2 separate regions of the Xenopus laevis genome follow, and region 1 is linked to region 2. The links are chromatin contacts, called in public Hi-C maps. All regions are on one chromosome and are shown on one strand. The core of a region is the stretch at or near the end of the contact, and the rest is flanking DNA. Distances in the headings are between cores, read along the strand shown. Region 1 has its middle 85 kb from the start of ankrd50.S. Region 2 has its middle 47 kb from the start of fat4.S.

Evidence for each region. Hi-C and Micro-C count contacts between places; a contact is called where the count stands out from the background.
Region 1: a contact with region 2 is called in a Hi-C map of the XL177 cell line, with 6 times the contacts expected there. The contact joins two enhancer-like sites. A contact is called at or near these places in 2 of 4 Hi-C or Micro-C datasets (the XL177 cell line and the XTC cell line).

Annotation. Positions count from the first base shown.
Region 1 is chr1S:54,073,838-54,077,196 of Xenopus_laevis_v10.1, reverse strand. No RefSeq gene overlaps it. Among protein-coding and RNA genes, the nearest start is that of ankrd50.S, 85 kb to the right of the region's middle. Within about 2 kb of position 1,981, at least 1 of the 7 cell types and tissues checked has an H3K27ac peak or open chromatin away from gene starts, as enhancers often do.
Region 2 is chr1S:53,891,104-53,894,163 of Xenopus_laevis_v10.1, reverse strand. No RefSeq gene overlaps it. Among protein-coding and RNA genes, the nearest start is that of fat4.S, 47 kb to the right of the region's middle. Within about 2 kb of position 1,718, at least 1 of the 7 cell types and tissues checked has an H3K27ac peak or open chromatin away from gene starts, as enhancers often do.

The sequences.
Region 1 (3,359 bases), core at 732-3,231, 180 kb before region 2:
CCAGCTCATTAATATCCCTCTTAAGGACTGGAGTCCAAAACTGCACTGCATACTCCAGATGAGGCCTCACCAGGGACCTATAAAGAGGCATAATTATGTTTTCATCCCTTGAGTTAATGCCCTTTTTTAGAACTTTATTTGCTTTAGTAGCCACAGAATGACACTGCCCAGAATTAGACAACTTGTTATCTACAAAAACCCCTAGATGCTACTCATTTAAGGAAACTCCCAACACACTGCCATTTAGTGTATAACTTGCATTTACATTATTTTTGCCAAAGTGCATAACCTTGCATTTATCAACATTGAACCTCATTTTCCAGTTTGCTGCCCAGTTTCCCAACTTAGACAACTCACTCTGCAAAATGGCCGCATCCTGCATGGAACCTATAGTTCTGCACAATTTAGTATCATCTGCAAAAATAGAAACAGGACTTTCAATGCCCACCTCCATGTCATTAATAAACAAGTTGAAAAGAAAGGGACCTAGAACAGAGCCCTGCGGTACTCCACTAACAACACTGGTCCAATTAGAAAATGTTCCATTTTACCACCACCTCTTTGTAATTTAACTTTTAGCCAGTTCTCTATCCAGGTACAAATACTATGTTCAAGTGAAACATTCCTTAATTTAACCAGTAACTTTCTGTGTGGCACTGTATGAAATGCTTAAGCAAAGTCTAAGTGAATCACATCCACTGCCATCCCAGAATCAAGGTCCCTGTTTAACTTCTCCTAAAAAGAAATTAAGTTAGTCTGGCAAGATCTATTACGCATAAAACCATGCTGGCACAAACTCATAGTATTATGATTTGCTATGAAGTCCAGTATCTTATCCTTTATTAACCCTTCGAAAAGCTTTCCTACCACTGACGTCAGACTAACTGGCCTATAGTTTTGAGGCTGAGAACAGGATCCCTTTTTGAATAGTGGCACCACATTAGCAATTCGCCAGTCTCTCGGCACTATGCCAGACAAGGCTAACTCCGGTGTCTGCAGTCTGTACAGTGCAGAGCCCTTGGCATCAAGAGGTGGAACAGGACGGTAGGTATCAGAGTGGCCCAATGTCTTGGAAACCCTGGTTCTGTTTTAATCATAATAACTTTGGGACTTGTACGATGATTATTATTGGAGAAGCTATATTGGTGACAGTGAATAAAGATGTCCTGTGTTTATTATCAAGACGGCATCATCCTCCAGTTTATTCTTCCCTAAGCACTACACGTCTCTTATGTATGTGATACTGGTGTGTATCCTAACGAGTTAACTTGCCCAGTTAATAACAGAAGACATTTGGAGCACATTATTGCAACTGGACTAATTAGCATTAGTATTACTAGGCAATGGACAATTCATAATGTATTACTGGAGCTAAGCCAAGCAGTTAGCTGTGTTCAGAACTCTGCAATTCTTCCTTTCTCATTTTTGCAGACTTGCTAACCAAAACACACTAAATCATCATCAGCTCGCTCATCAAGGATAGCAGCTCTATTGCAAGTAATTATGCTTTTATGAATAATTTAATTGGATTAAAAAAATCCTTATATTCACACTGGAACGCTATAACTACAATGTAGTACCGGAATGAGACCTGTTATCCAGGTTTTCCATGGGGTTTTCCAAATAATGCATATTTCTGGACCTTAAGACTACTAGAAAATCATATAAACATTAGATAAACCAAAAAGGGTGGTTTTGTTTCCAATAAGGATTAATTATATCTTAGTCCGGATGAAGAAGAAGGTACTGTTTATTATTACAGAGAAAAAGGAAATCATTTTTAAAAATTTAGATTATATGGATGAAATGAAGTCTGTGGGAGATGGCACATCCATAATTTAGAGCTTTCTGGATAATGGATTTCGAGATAATGGATCCCATACTAGTATGTAAATATATTAGAGATTATTCCAGATTGGTACTACAAAGTGGCACATGATGGCAGTACTGAGCTGCATTGTTCCAGTTTAGTACTGATGTGCATATTTTGGTCAGGAACATTCCTTTTCAATTCTCTTTTGCCAACTCACATCAACAGATTTCCATGTGGGAACAATCTGGCTCTTTGAAACTCTGGAGTATGTAAAATCATTTCAAATGGTATCTAGCATATCAGGGTTTAAAACGAGTCACAGGGGTCATCTAGAAAGCTATTTGTGAATAAAGTTCCTAAAAATCTGCTGATGTTACCAAGATAGCAAGTAGTTATACTTAAAGCCTGGTCCATTAAACTGCTGGGACAGATCATTTAAATCTATTCCCTAGGTTCACTGCCTTGGGGGACAGATTTGCACCCCAGCCAACTAAATGCACCCTGATAAACCTGAAGCAGCTCGAAATTACACAACTCTGGGTGGGCCGCTTTTTCTCTGTTTACTAGGGGAACAAGTACGATTCAAAATAAGACAGCTTAATGTATATCAGAGCAGCGATAGGTCTGTGTTTTAACCAATTTTCTCCTTTTATAATATATAAGCCGAAAATGGATGGCCAGCCCTCTGTTCCAGATGCATCAATGAATACATATTTACAAATAGAAAAGCAAAGTTAAGATTTTAGATATGTTATGCTGGAAGTTGTAGGAGGGCTGCTGGTTACCTAGAACTTTTTCAGGCTGATTTTAGTTCTATTGTCATACCAGTCAGAGTTTCATATCCATTTGCCATATACTTGCTACAGCTTATGCCAAAAGGTACATTTATACTGGGCAATGCCAAAAGAACACTGAAATGAATAAACTGTTTTAATGTGCAGCAGTTCAACAAACTGCCATTTTTAAGACAAGTTATGCATAATACTATTCTATCAATGTGAACTGAACCTGCCAACAAGGCTGATATTGTCTAATGATCCACAATGCAACCAATTGGCATTAGCAGGTGATACGTGTATACTCAGTATTAGTGCAGCCCAAGCAGCTCCTTGTCAGCCCTTTTGTTTCTTTCTCTGGTATGATTGCCAAAATATAAGTGGTTTCCAAAACATGCACCAATGGCCAAACTGTTTTTTTTTTTAATTTGATTTTGTAACTGATGGGGGTTTAGGATTTGAGCTGTATTTCAAATTGAAATTCATTTCTATGATTCTGTGCTAGCACTGGAGACCTGCAGCAATTCTTATTCGCACAGGCCACAGTCCAGGTTGCCGTCCTTTGCAGTTGACATCAGTTGTCGTGTGGCCCCCTCCAAAGCTAGAATAGTTAGAAGGCCAGCAATTGCAAAAAAGTCTTCTAGAGGCAAGATGAAGCTGTAAGGTAATGAAAAGTGCAATTCGCCAAATGTTGCCATTTTAGGATCCGCACCCAACCTGTACCGTCTCTCCTTGCTCCATATGCTACTTCTGTGTGTGTCTCTGATTCC
Region 2 (3,060 bases), core at 469-2,968:
TGTGTAAATTAGTACAATTATAAACCTAATTTATTGCCTAGTGCTTATTGCCTAGTGCTAAGCCAACATTTTTTATTCACTCAAAATTTTTAAAGCGGGGATTACATCTTTTCTGCTGCAAATGACGTCTGGTGTACCTATTGTCTCCAGGGTTCCTCTCATTAATAGTTGCACTTGTACACACCTGTACTAGATAGGTGCAATGGAGCTTGCAGAAAGTGTGTTTAGACTCATGTACCTTTAATGAATGTCATCAATATATCCTCTTGTTTTGCATGATCGCAATTGCAGCTATGGTAGTAAAATAAGCTTTAATGTCTGCCATTACCCTTAGCTGCTGTATTTGCAAACAACAAGGATATTGCGTAAAAATGTAGCCTTTTCATTAAAATAAGAGCGTTCTTATTAAATAGATATATTTACTTTTGTGCATGATAGTTGAATGTTCCTGCACTTAAATAAAATTGTGAAAATGTCCTATTAATATTTATTCAAATTAATGTCTAAAACACAAGTAATGACTTCACCCGCACATATTTTGTGTTTCTCTTTTTATAAATTACAGGAAAATATGTCTTACCATATTGAGCAACAAATGTACATTCTTTTCTACATGGAATCACCCGGGATATAATAATGTCAGTAATCTTACATAAATGTAAGCGGAAAATGCACGGCCATACAAAATGGAGTAAAGGAATGTGCGGCCCCTAAGTTTTCTCCTGTTAAAATGATAGATACAGTAAACAAGAGAAGTCTGATTGTCTTGACAATAGAAGATGTACTGTGTAAGGAGCAGCTGATGTTGGACAGCAATGCAGATTGTGAAGCTGCCACAGAAATGTTTGCGAAATTCCATGGAAACCACAAAATAAATATTAAAAACAGCTGTATTTGTGCTATTTCCTTACAATGGATTATCACAAAAATTTACTTGGCTTAACTGCTTGCCTGCCATAGAACTTAAATTCTTCTCCGCTAGATGTAAGGGACCTACTGGCTCCATAAAATTCACATTTCTGGGTTACTATTTGACCTACGCAGGCCAAGATCAGACAACCTTCCCATACTTTGTAGCTTTTTGGATATTGGATTTCTGGAGATCCTACAAATGTAGAATGCTTTAGGGAAACAATGCTCCCCACTAGATCAGTCAGGTACGTTTAGTGGGATCCATACATGGCATCATAACCCTTGTTCTCTAGTTTTGTTAACTGATACGCATACCTACTTGATTATTTACTTGGACCCACCCAGCATGTACACACTTTTTATGCATCTCACACAAATACAATACATGTGAAACACTGGCTCATACTTCATTATAAAGATAAATGACAATACATGATAACTGCTTAGTGTTCAATAGACACTAGAAAATAAAAAAGAATGAAAGAAAGTATAAATAAAACTTGCTGTCTCTCAGTAAGACATAAAGTTAACATCAGGTTGACCAAATAATTAAATATGATTGGGCCAGTATATAAGGGTATGAAATGTTAATTGTTTGTGTTAATAGTTCAGAAATAAAGCTGGTGCGGTGGCCAGTCTTGCAAGTGTGAGGGACAAAAGCCAGTGCCAGGCAACATTGGACTGGGGTGTGGGGGACTTCAGGGGCCCCCATACCCCAGGGCCTCCCAGCCCCAAACCCCCAGGCCCCACCACAACCACCCCCTTCATATGTTGCAGTCAGAATCGGGCCTGCAATGCCCCAACCACAAACCCCTCGAGCAGCTGCCCCTGCAACCACCCCCGCCGCATAATTTACTAATCTTGTGGAAATCTTGATTCAGGGAGCAGATCTGGGGCCCACAAGGACCAGGGCCACCAGGTTTTTTCCCAGTGTCCCGACGGCCCAGTCCGACCCTGGTGCCAGGGAAAGGATAGGGCTGTAATTATTCATTGTGAAGAAGTCACCACAATAAAGATTGAATTGTTTCACGAGAAGTCTTCTATAATCCTCATTGACAGGCCCAGATTTGTGGCAAGGCCACAAAGGCCCAGGCTTAGGGTGACAGATTTTAAGGGGCGGCATGGTGGAGCAGGTAGCAAATATGTGAGTTAGCGCATGCACTGGAGGGAGGGGTGCCAGAAGCAGCCAGCCTAGTGGAGCGTATTTTGGAAATCCGGTGCTGCTCATTGAATCATACAAGTGTACTGCTATAAATCAGTAACCATCCAAATACAAATGTAACTAAGTGATTTTAATACAGGTATGGGATCTATTATCCAGAAACCCATTATGCAGAAAGCTCAGAATTATGGAAAGGTCGTCTCCCATAAACTCAATTTTATCCAGATAATCCAAAAGATTTTCTTTTTCCCTATAATAATAAAACAGTACCTTGTACTTGATCCAAACTAAGATATAATTAATCCTAAGTGGAAGCAAAAGCATATTGGGTTTATTTAATGTTTACATGTTTTTCTAGTAAGACTTAAGGTATAAATATCCAAATTATGGAAAGATCTGTTTTCCGGAAAACCCCAGGTTCCGAGCATTCTGGATAACAGTTCCCATACCTGTATAACAAATGTTAAGTATTAAATCTCACATACCAGTCACTGCAGTGGGTGGGTTCTGAGGGAGATCCTTATTATTACAAACTCATAAACAGGCAAAATAAAGGAAAATAAACCATGAAAATATATGTTTTGTGCATGGAACAATATAGAGTTTCACTTCTAAAGCATTAATCAGATATGCACTGGTCAAGATTTGTTGTTTGTTGTGGAAAGAACACTGTGCACTGAACTGTGTATAAATCCTCCACACCACTCCAGCAGAATTATTAAGCACTCTATTTGCAGAACTTTTCAACTGAAGAACAGAAATCTTGATGTGAATAGGTGTCCTTGATTGACTTATTTCTTTCACAGCAAAATACTATTTACAAAAACGAAAAGCCCTGATTTGACCCCAAATGTTTGGCTCCAGTCTCTGAAAGCTTGAAAAAAAAAATTAAAGAGATGGCTAAATTAATTCATCAGAGACATAGGAAGCACATACAGTGTAAGGCATGAAGCAGAGCGGGAATTTTGGAACACTAAAAACAAAGA